Linked DNA regions of Oryza sativa: region 1 is linked to region 2. A link is a contact called in public HiCAR-type data. All regions are on one chromosome and are shown on one strand. Each heading gives the region's core, a stretch centred on a gene start, on an enhancer-like site or on the middle of the called end of the contact. The rest is flanking DNA. Distances are from core to core; before and after follow the strand shown. Region 1 holds the start of LOC4350232 (anthranilate O-methyltransferase 1). Region 2 holds the start of LOC4350220.

Region 1 (6,390 bases), core at 842-3,341, 230 kb before region 2:
GCGAACGCAATAGCTCGAGGAAAATGCTAAGAAAGTAATTAACGATGGCTCAACTGTTCTCAGTAACTCCAAACGGCAAATTCCTCATTTTCTATATATTAGCACAGTTACTAAACTACTCAACTGTAAATAAATTTTATTTTTTTATAATTTATAATATTTAATACATAATCATGTGCTAATAATCCATCATGTTTTCTGAGGGTGAACAGTGCTGGTTCGGACTAGCCCTAAGCTTGGAGGAGACACTTGCTGGATCAAGACTCAGTACTGTCATGTAGACAACAGGTTGAACTGATCTGGTTGGGCTACCGAGACCATATCTAAATTCTCAACCAGTTCTTATGTTCCTAATTGGCTATCATCCTCGCACTTTTGTGTCCAGTGACACAGAAATGGCCATAATGCTGCTCTCCTCCCACGCACAGCTCTCAAGATGCCGCGTGACATTACATGCAAAGAGCGTGAAGAGATCATCCATTATAGACTCCCCAAAATGGCTTGCCAATAGGGTCTCCGTCACCGCTCTTAAAGTTGTGGTGTGGTTGTTATCGATAGCCTCATGAACACTATATGGTCTCCCTGTTGTAGCGGTGGCGCTCTCTTCCAACTCCAATTTGTCTATGGGATCAAAAGTTAAATCAAAGGCCCGGATGTCTATGATGTCGAACAACTGGCTCTCTTGTACCAGCTGCTTCAGCTCATCCACAGAAGGGCCGTACATTGGTCGGTTGAAAGAGTCCAGCTTCTCCTTCTCCACACGACCCTATTGTGTAAGATAATAAAAGAATCATGAAATATTTTTTTATTCTAAATCAAAAATCTTTAGTAAGTGATTTTGTGGTCTGTAAAAAGATAATGGGAGGCAAAATCACTGTAAATGTTCCCTTTGTTCATGCTGCTACCAAGAAGATCTGGGACCTGTAAAAACAGAAATTGCTAGTCAAGTCTAGATAATAAAAAGATCAAATGTCAGAATTTTGTATATATATGAGAATATACTAACAAACGCAACTACAGGAGATGCCATAAGTGAACAAATAAATACGGTCATCCACCTGAGAGAGCCACATGAGGCTGAAGGATGAGTGGAAGATATGGACACTATTGCAAGGGAAGAGCCTGGTGTAGAAAGATCCTGGCACGCCAGCAACGTAGTATGGAGGATGTTGTAGCCCTCTGCGAGCACAATCTCGCACTATTGACTGCTTGAATTGCTCTAGCAACTGGAAATTGTGGTTCAAATCATTGTTGGGTAGGTCATTGAGGAAGAATTGGACCTCCATGGGGCACTCCCTATTGTTGTTGTTAGCAGGGGTTTCTTCACTTATGATAGCAATGACCTCAGAGATAAAGAGGAGCGTGTTTGCACCAGAGGAGCATCCTAGGTCAGCTACGACCATTGACCGAGGTTGAAGATCCATGCATATTTCTTTCGTGGCTTTCTCAACCATTGGTTTGGTTGAAAGAATGGCTTTTCCCTAGTATACATGCACGCATGACCATATTAATACAGTGTTAGTTCAATAAGCTAGTACTCCTTAATATCAAGAGCAAGTGTAAATATTGTTAGTACTAGCTTATCCATAAACAAAAAATAACAGTGAAAATTAAACATTAGAATTATTGTGCCACACCCAGTGCATTGTGTATCTGATAGTCATAAAACATCCCAATATAGGCTCATATATATACCCAGAGCATGTGATGAGTGTTGTTCAACAAAAGTAAAAAATAATAGAAGGCATGCCAAAATTAAATTTAGCGGGGAGAAAGGATTCATTGGTACAAACCTGGGTACTAGAGTTCTTTGCGTAGCTTGAGTCACCATCCCCCTTAATCATGTGGAAATCAAGCTTGATCTTCATTTTTCTACAAGTGCTTTGCTAGAAACCCTAAATCACTATACCTGTCACCATGCAATGTGGAGCATGACAATAACAAGCTCTCTCCACCACTTGTACCAGTTTATATTAACAAATCTCTTCTGTGTACTGGCTTATCTTGAAGTCATGAAGACTGGGCTTATTAATTAAGATTACTCTGGGTCGGTTTCATGTTTGACAAATATGTGATATCTCGTGTTTTGCTGCATAATGTATGATAAATGAATACAAATATTATAAAAATCTTGGATGGGCATATCTTGAAATATTATAAAAACGATATAGGGATGAGGATTTGATATACTTGTATACTGATTCTGAGCTCTAGAATATAATAACTTGGTGACCAAGTGTTATGTTTGCATAAGAAGATACGATCTGGAACACTTGTTTAGTGGATGATGATGTAATATATTTACATGTTAAGTTTTTGAGTATTGGTGGGTACCAACTATATAAAGAACAAACATAGTATTGATTAGTATTGAATTTTTTATTTCAAAAATCAACTTTTTTTATTCAACGGTCATAAATGATCCACGAATATGCAAGGATAAGATTGAGGTCTCTATCCATCGCAGCCAATTTGGACTTTGAGTCTGTCGACTGTTCTATCGAACTGCACCAGTGAATTCTCTTGAAACAATAAAATATTCATTAAGTAAATTGACCTGTTCATATTAAAGAGTGATACCACTTTAGAAAAACTATCTTCGCAGGCCAGTGAGAATTATAATTTCACATTCAGACATAGTAGAACCAATTGAAAAAATAGGCATGCCTGGAGAAGCGCCCTCCCCTCAGCGCTGTCCTCTCTACTCACCCTCCCTCTCTACCCTCACTGCTTCCTTGAGCTTGCCGCGCACAACCTCCTTCCCCTCCCCTCATTGGATCCGGCCAATGTGCACAGTGGTGTGTGTTGTCCGAATCTAGCTTCAGCGACAATAGTGGGGAGCAGCGATGGCGGTGGCAAATGGGAGCGGCAGAGGCTACAAGACCAAGGGATCTGGTGCTACCCACCTTGGGAGGTGTGGATCTTCCGCCAAAGGCCTCCGGAGCTGCAGCGATGATGCAACGGCTGCCCTAGGAGCGGTAGATCACCGTCGGCCCAGGAGGAGTGGATCCACCGTTTGAGGCCTTGGGAGCGGCGGATCCACCATTGTTGGACTTAGGAGGGGATGATCAGCCATCAGAGGCTATGGGAGCGGCGATGACGATGTCGATGGCCTTAGGAGCGGTGGATCTGCCACTTCCAGCCTCGGGAAGGGTGGATTTGCCGCTAGAGGCTACGGGAGTGGTGGTATTCTCCACAATCAACTTATGTGACCTATTGTGACGACGAGAGTGGCGGCGAATTCATTGCTGCTGACCTCGGTAGGTGCGGATCTGTCAGCGGGGAGATTAGGGACGAGATCGGCAAGGTCGGCGGTGCCATGGATTTGGATAATTTTCTGCTTCCGCTGTGATATGGATAAGATTGTTTGTGATAAAGTTGATGCTCTTGTTTAATTTGCGATCGTTGGGTATGGGTGAATCTCTAGATGTTTTAGGTCTGTTTTTGACGTGGATCTAGATGTCAATTTTGCTACAGAGTGGCAGGGCTTTCTATAAATTATTTTTTTACCAAAAGTAACTAGGATTGTTTATCATCTTAACATAGTCTAGATGCGAAAATTGATTTTTGCATGTGGTCCTCTTAGTAGACGGCTTGCGAAACTCGATTTTTGCAAACAGTTATGTAAAAAATAACACACATGAAAATTGATGATACCAGTCTATGAGAATCGCTATCTTCACAAGTGTGTGTGTCTAGGTGGGTGGCTGACCGCGCATAATAACTCCTTATGGTCGGTTGTAAAAACCACGTTTGTACTGTATCTAAACCCATATAAGAGAGAGAAAAAAAAAGTAGCCTGAGGACTTTCAACTTAACAAAACTACTGCAATGACAAGTCGTCTTGTTTGTGGAACTTTGACTAGTGTCACTTTGCTAGCTACTACCTCCGTTTCAAGTTATAAGACTTTCTAGTATTAACTACATTCATACAATACTAGAAAATATTATAATATGAAATAGGAAGTAGCTGATTACCTGGGAATATTTCTTTGAAGGCATTCTATGAAGCTATACAAAAATTTGCTCCTCAACCTGCTCATTGGATCGTGGCAACGGGGGCACGCACGCGTGTCGTTTATTTTGAGAGTATTTGCTTTTAGAGGCTCATTCTCGTGGGCCAAGTATTGCCACAGCGATGAGTAAAGACGATGATTGCTTGCGTGTCTTTGTATCTCGCTGTAGCGTGGAACTTGTCATAATGTCATTTTTCCTTTTATTTTTTAGGTGTTTTATAATGGTATTTATTGGTAGCAAACCGTTCAAATTTTCTAATCAAATCAATTTACTATTCCTATATATAGTTGTCCCCATAAGCTGTGATTCTAGACAACCATATCATCTTATTTATTTCAGCCAATAGATTAATGTCAAATGTCAGTAGCAACCATTAGTTCCATTCCTCCTGTCCTATATGTCACCGCATGCATGCATATGTTTGAAACAGCTAGCAATACAAACTCTACCATCAAAGCAACTTTTTAGTAGAAAATGCCACTACCAACAGTTAGACAATTGACCATGGTTAATCCCATTTATTTTCTCATAACTCTCTTGTAATTCCTCCTGACAGTTCTCACTCACCATCAGCATCCTCCATCTCGAGAGCTGACATATTGGCATCCTTCTGCTCTTTTTTTATTGCCACCATCGGTTCATTTCGTGGAGTAATTTAATTTTTCTTGATTATAAATAGCATATAGGATAGCTTACTCATCTTTATTATAGTGTTCTTGCCATATTGAAAATAAATTTTAAGTGTAACATAATTAATGATGCGCTAACCTATCCTATATTGTTTTGCATGTCGGGAGGTATGAGTTCTTTCTCCTTGGCCATCTGATTTCTAGCAAGTCATAAAAAATCATTTTTCTGAATTTTCTGTGGTAGCAATAAAAATGTCAAATTTACATGCGCCATTATATCTTGAGAATAAGAACATTACCACTAACGCCTCAATGTTAACGGGGCATATCATCCACTACTTAAGAAATAATTAACCGTAAATACGATTATCCTGTCAAATTTTAGAATTATATCCGATGGACTAGCTAAGCTATATACTCTGTGAATTCACAGTAAGCCTATGATATGATCAGTAACATTTATAGGTAACCATATTGCAGTTTTATATGAACTATCTTTTACGCTGCAGCTAAGTGAAATTACTAGCTAATTAATGTTAAGGTTATTTGGTAGTTTGGTCAATCAAATTGCATTGGGGTGCTGTATATCGATAGATGTATGTGTGCGACTGGCAGACGAAAAGACATATTAGAGACAAGGTGTGGAGCGAGGCACGTAGAGACGTCGACAACCATTCGTACGACAAATAAAAAATAAAATTCATATGTTTTTCACACTGATTTTAAACGAATATACATGTTCAAAAATCAGTGTCAACAACGTGAACTCTCTGCCGCGCGTGCGCGAGTTCGCTTGGCTGCGCGCGTAGCGATCTGGGTGCCTGATAAGAAGCTGATGACTCAATTAATTATTAATTATTGTTACTTTTTTTAGGTTGTTACTTAATTGATAATTATTCTGATTGAAGAAATAATAACAGATAATTAATTACTAATGCTCACTTGTACATATCCTCTCATCTGTGACGGCCCGTCACATGCCTGGGCAACGTAGGCCGTCAGAACGAAGTCATCTCAATCGGGCCTAAATTAAACTGTTGTAGATGTACTGGTACAGATATCATCGAGGTGCATATACCTATAGCCCATCATAGATGATACTCATCAGTGACGGACTCACAGTTAGAGCCGATTGAGATTACAAACCTATATATATCTCAATCGGGCCTAACTACTAGGCCCGTCAGCGATGAGCGTCATCGGTGACGGGCACCAAAAAAGGCTCGATTGAGATGGCTTTAATGCCCATCACCGATGACTCTTATCGGTGTCAGGCTTCTATTTATGCCCGTTAGAGATGTCGTATTTTTGGCCCGATTGAGATATATTTTGCACACTATATATACTCCACCAGTCTGTTGTCTGTACTTATCTCCCACTGTTCATGAAGGGGGCGATTTTTTGTATTTTTTTTCCAAAGAAGAACCGGAAAATCATAAAAGTAAGTAAAAGGGTACTAATCATTTCTTATTAATTTAGTAGTACTTATCTTATAAGATGTTAAGTAATATTTTGTTCATTTTTCAGCGATGGATCGAAGTTGGATGTATACGACTTCTTTGAAGCGTTAGTATAAGGAGTATAGAGATGGCGTATTAAGTTTTATGAATGCCGCGGAGGAGTATAGCAGTAGAAGAAACAACAAGTACATGTGTTGTGCATGTAGGGATTGCAAAAATGAGATTTTGTATGAAGACAAATAGGAAGTACATGCTCACTTGATACGCTGGGAATTCATGGAGAG
Region 2 (5,995 bases), core at 1,044-3,543:
AACATAGTTCAGGGGGCCCTAGCACAGCTGCTTCTCACCCTACAGGCAGCCCAGCAGGGACCAATGCAGTCAGCCCAGCAGGGGGTTTAGTACTGTCAAACTATACACAGGGTAGGAAAAGAAAGTCAATCTCGAGTACCAGCACTAGTTCTGCAATACACTCAGTGAGACCAGCTCCTTCTAAGAGAAAGGTATGCACATATTTCATAATCCATTCATTGCTGCTCCAATTAATAGAAACAAACTTGGTGCTAACTCTTTCTTGTACATGCAGGCACAAATGCAGGAGGCACAACAGATGGTGAAAGTGACAGCCACAGCATAAGTTCCCACAAATGAAGGTGGTACAACAACTGTAGACCTGCATGCAATTGTACCATACTCATAGGCTTCATCCAGTGCTTCAGTGAGGTTGAATAGTGGCAAAGCAGTTGTCAACGTTTCAGCTCAAGAACCAGTCAAGATGAAGCCAAAGAAAGCCACACCTGGGCCACTACTCCTTCTTCCACCATGGGAGTCTGCAAAGCTTTGAAGTTCTGCCATCTCCATTTAACTAATATTAGAACTATGTTAATGTGTTGTAATGACTCCTGTGTCTGAGAGCTATGATGTTTGATGTTTTTGTAATGGACCAATTCCTGGCCATTTGCTGCCATCTGTGAACCATTTCAAATGTGTGTGATGTCTGATATGGACCATTTGTTGTGTGTAGGCCTATATTGCCACACACTAATGCAGTCTGAACTTATGTCACAAATTGAGCTATCTGAATGCAATATCATGTGAACTATCTTCATTTGTGCTGGTCATATGTGTTGTGTGTGCTGTTACAAATAATGTGTTATAAATTGAGTGCTCAAATGACCCAATTATATTTCATGGGTTCTATCTTGTCTGCTCAAATTACACAATTCTAATTCATTTAATTTCAGATGTATCAAGCACAACCATACAAACATTTTAACAGGAATTTTTCCTTCATTAACACAGAGTGCATTACAACACACCACAACTTGCAGATATTTCTTTCAACCTGACAAAGTTCATTACAAAACACCACAACACCCATCTTGCTGCAAATACTTCACCCTACATTTCTCCTTACCAACACCAGTGCAAACATGACAAATACACAACCCATAACAACAACTAACAGATAACATCTCTCCTTCTCTAGCCTACTATTTCTATCCTTCAGCACAGCAATTCTTTCAGCATAGTCACATGACAGCTTTCTTGCTGCCTCCAACTCTCTTTGAGCAGCATCAACCTCTATTATCTTCTCCTCAACCTTCATCCTCTCTTCTTGGATAGCCAAACAAGTCTTTCCTTCTCCCTCCTCGCTGACCAAACTGCATCTCGCAAATCATTCAACACTTCTCTAATAAAGGTGGTCGTCGGCCCATCATACCAAGCATAAAAACCACATCCACCTTCCTGCAATCCCTAGCAATAAATTTCAATCCCCAATAAAAAATCCACCGTCCAACCAAAGAACAAAACATACCTGGGCATTGCGACATTTGAAGTACCGGCGGCTGGGGTTGTCCGGACTCCACGAGATCCACCATGCAGCCTTCACGCGACAGTCGCACATCACGGCCGACTGGTAATCAAAAGGACCAACCCTATATGGGATGGGACTCCTCGATGAATGCTGAGAATAGGACGATGACCCGTCGCTCTGGGAACTAGCCATCACCGCACCACCTCTATTCGCGAATCCACTCCTACCTTCACCGTCTCGGCGGATTGCGCCCTTGCCGTCGCCACGGATTGTGCCCTAGTCGTCTCCGCCCTCGCTATCGCCAGCCGCGCTCCGCACCAGCCGTCGCTGTGCTCCGCCGCGCTCCACACCAGCCGCTGCCGCCGCCGCCGCACCTCACGTCGCCTTGGCCATCGCCTGTCGGTCAAGGGTTTTGGTCAAAGGGGGGAAATGGGGATAGAGAGAGAGATGCGAGCCGCACGCCAATAATTTTACCTTCCAGGCTGACTCAGCTCGGCCTAGTCCGTACATACAACACACTGACATGTGGGTCCCACATGCTGAGTCAGCTCGTCAACCGGGTCAATGACGCCACGTCGGACGAAACCGCCTGCCAAACCGCTCAAGGAGGTCATTTGCTCTGGTTTTAAGAGATGAAGGAGGCGTTATACCCGGTTTTACGGTTGGGGGATGTTATTCACACAAGGGCAAGAGATGAGGGAGGCAAAATGGACTTATTCCGCCTCCAAAACCCTAGCCCGTTCCCACGGCCCTTAAACCCTTCTCCCATCTTCTCCACCTCTCTTGCTCTCTCGCCCTCTTCACCAAGAAAGAAAACAGGCGCACGCCTCGCCTCGCCTCGCCGCCGGCGGCCACCGTCTCCGCCGCCTCCTGCCCCCAACCCAGGAACCCCCGGCGAGAGAGCTCGATGGACCAGGCGGGGTCGATGGAGGAGCGGGTCATCACCGAGCGGATCCGGCGGAAGCTGGAGGAGGTGAACGCCGCCGCGCAGAAGCACCTCGCCGGCGTCCAGGACCACGTCAACTTCACCATGCAGGTCAGGGCTCCTCTGAATCTCTCTAGTGTTAGTACATTTTTTTTTCGCCTCGCGGTAGTATATTTATTGTGTTTTGGGGATACACGGGACCGGAAATCCGGAAATTTGGTGGTATTGATTGGTTGCAAATCTTGACTGACTTGGTGCGGCGTTTCTTGGATTAGTCTCGTGGGAGCTGGGAAGTAAGGGCTTGGATGTTCTTGTTCCGATGTTTGATTTGGCGACGATGAAGCAAAGTGTTACGGTAGTGCGTGCTATTTATATGGGATTTGTAGATAGTTCAGGGATAGGGCAGTCTCTGCTATTTTGATACCAAATGTTTGTAGACTCTCAAGTTGATATAAGGATATCAGATTTGGTGAGCCTTGCATAAATAATTTGTTCCAATGTAGTTTCAGTGATTCGGTTGGGCATCAATCAATCAGGTGGATGCAACTTAGTATATTTTGGAAGTTTGGAAAGCCCAATATCGGAGAATGATTACCAACTACTGAAACCTGCTGGTTATATATTTTTGTGTGACTTTTGCCCGGATCTAGCTTCTGGAGTATCTTAAAAATTCTCCTGTCACTCCATTGTATGCTATCAGGTGTGGGTAGACAGTCTTGGAGTTTGTTTATGAAAGTTCTTGAATCTTCTGTTCTGTACTGTCATTTGCTTTTTGTATGTTATCAGGCATGAGTAGACAGTATTGGAGTTGTTTATGAAATTTCTTTAGTGTTCTGTTCTGGAGTCTGTAAATGTAAGGATATGCTGTACGCTTGTTCAATTTGTTTCACTGCCTCTCATTGTGGAAGACCAAGAATAAAGTATGTCATTATGAGAGAAGAATTTATCTAAATTGAGAGCCCTGTGCTAATTATTTATTTTATATCTGGTTTTCTTATTGATCTTCAGATAAAGAATAAATGCTGTAATAAAATATGCTACATATCTTTGTAAGAGGAGAATTTATCTCCATAAAAATGAGAGGGGTAATCTGCACAGAGAGCCAATGTTAATTTTTTTTTTTGGTTTCTGGTTTTCTTATTGATCATCAGCAAGCGTACTTCAAGTGTGCGTATGAATGCTTTGATCGCCGAAGAAGTCAAGAAGGGATCAACAATTGTGTTGAGAACTGCAGCGTGCCTGTCCTTACTGCCAACAATGTTGTTGAGACTGAGATGGCTAAATTCCAGGTACTTCCAGTTTCATTCACCTATTGCTTTTCATTTTTCTTATGATTATTGCCTTCCATTACTTGCCATCATAGAGCAACATAGAACCCAACTTTGTGTCTGTTCATTTATGTAGAGTTTCAATATATTTTTTGCTGTACAGTCTATATCACTCTACATGTGAAAGAAGCTATGGTTCACTTGCTGCAAGTTTTACCTAGAAATATGCGTGGACAAAATTTTTTTCCTCTTTGGTTTCTTTGTGAACTTAGACTGATCATTGATGCTGAACTATGCCTACCACATGTGTGTTTGTTATTGATGATATCATACTGAGCAACTTGTACATAATGGTACCACTGTACAAAGCGCACCGTGTTACAGTAGATTATCAAAATTTTGTTGTCCAGTACAAACAAGCATTTGTGCATATCTATTTGCATATGATGTATGTTCCTGATTTATCTTCTGATTATGTATTTTGTTCAGCAAGCAACTAGCGTGGCTGTGTGCTGATCTTAGGGAAAATGATAGAAGGAATGACTTAACAAGTAGTGACATATCATCTAACCAAAAAATGGGAATATCTCTCCCACGCGATAGGTATAGGCATCAGTTGCTATGGACATTTGTTATAAGGTAGCCAAGGTGTCACTTATGGAAACATATTTTTCCCTCCATCTGGCAGTGTAAGTGTGTAACATTGATAAAACTAAATAATGCTTAAATGGTAAAATTTTGCAGGACTCTGATCTTGGTGTGTAACTGTTTAAGGATATGCATATCTAACTGCTTGAGCTATTTTATCGGAATACATATGCGAAAAATATTATGTTAGAACAGAAGGAAAAGTCAATGGCATTTCGAATAAAAACATCTGTTTGTACAAATAGTGATCAGTATTCAGTATTCACCTTTAGCTGTATGTTTTATCATGCAAAAGCATGTCTAACCCCTATTACCTTTATCTGTATGTGATCTAAGTTGTGATCTTTTCCCCTGTCCTCAGGAGCGGCTGAATCGATCTTTGATGGTGTGCCAAGATAAATTTGAAGCAGCAAAGCTCCAGAAGATGAAAACACATGCGACTGAGGAGCTAGAAGCATGCGTAAACAGATCTATTGATGACAGTATCAGGGTCCTGCCCCATCTGGTTGATCAGATCAAGTCCACCCTCTCCATGAATTAGAGAGATCAGAAGAAGTTCAGAACTAAACAGTAGAATCTTCCTCGTAAACTATTTCAGCTTTTACAAAAAGCATTTTCACTAATTTTGGCACCAAGATCGTTGGCCAAATTACTGCCCTTTGTTAACATGAGTATGACATATGAGCGGCATATCGTATTTTGTGTGCCTTGAGCATTTTGTTCGGAACCACACTTTGTTGCAGAGCTGATTTATCGAAAGATGGTGCAATAATAGAAGATGATATCCTCATGTTGCTCATCCTTATTCATTTGCATCTTGCAGTTTGTTTCAGTTCATGTTACCAGCATTTGATCTTCATTCATGAACCCTATGATGATGGCAGAAGATGATATTCCCATGAAATTACTGGCGTTTCCACTTGTTCTCCCTCCCTTGTCAAGTATATACCACATTTTTTATTGCTTGTTCTCAAGAATATACAATTAGGCCTACTTTCGAATGGAGGAATCAATTTGTTCTCTATATTATCAGGCCTCTTTTGGAACGGTGGAATTTTAAAGGATTTTTCGAGGAACTGAACTAGAATCCTGTAAAATTTATACATTTCAAAGAGCCAGTCTCTCTCTCAAAAAAAAAAAAAGACAAATGTAATGTGCTATGTGCTTGATTTGGTGAAAGGAAATCCCGAAAACCGGGGGATGAATTTAAAAAAAAGGGTGAATAGCTAATTTAGTCCCTCAAGTTTCACCGAAGGCTCACTTTGGTTCTTCAGGTTTCATTTTGTTAACATAAAAATCCTCTAAGACCCTGTTTATATGGGACTAAAACTTTTAAGTCCCTATCACATTGGATGTTTGGGTACTAATTATAAATATTAAACGTAGACTATTAATAAAACCAATCCATAATCTTGGACTAATTTGCGAGACGAATATATTGAACCTAATTAATCATGATTAGCCTATGTGATGCTACAGTAAACATTCTCTAATTATGGATTAATTAGGCTTTAAAAATTTGTCTCGTATATTAGCTTTCATTTATATAATTAGTTTTGTAAGTAGTCTATATCTAATATTCTAAATTAGTGTCTAAATACATAGACTAAAGTTAAGTCCTTAGATCCAAACACCAACTAAGTATTT

What was found. HiCAR-type assays count read pairs that join an accessible place to other places.
Region 1: a HiCAR-type map of leaf shows a contact between it and region 2, with 2.6 times the contacts expected there. The contact joins the promoter of LOC4350232 here to the promoter of LOC4350220 in region 2. A contact is called at or near these places in 2 of 15 Hi-C or Micro-C datasets (leaf and seedling) and 1 of 4 datasets of contacts at active chromatin or transcription factors (leaf).

What each region holds. Positions count from the first base shown.
Region 1 is chr11:9,106,125-9,112,514 of ASM3414082v1, reverse strand. LOC4350232 (anthranilate O-methyltransferase 1) reads right to left here and starts at 2,091. Exons shown (of 4, transcript XM_066305462.1): 1 at 1,794-2,091; 2 at 1,059-1,481; 3 at 876-921; 4 at 112-766. The coding sequence starts at 1,868. The coding sequence ends at 702.
Region 2 is chr11:8,875,707-8,881,701 of ASM3414082v1, reverse strand. LOC4350220 reads left to right here and starts at 2,293. Exons shown (of 3, transcript XM_015762156.3): 1 at 2,293-2,543; 2 at 3,584-3,721; 3 at 4,710-5,138. The coding sequence starts at 2,415. The coding sequence ends at 4,889. LOC4350222 reads left to right here. Exons shown (of 5, transcript XM_015762224.3): 4 at 1-191; 5 at 275-809.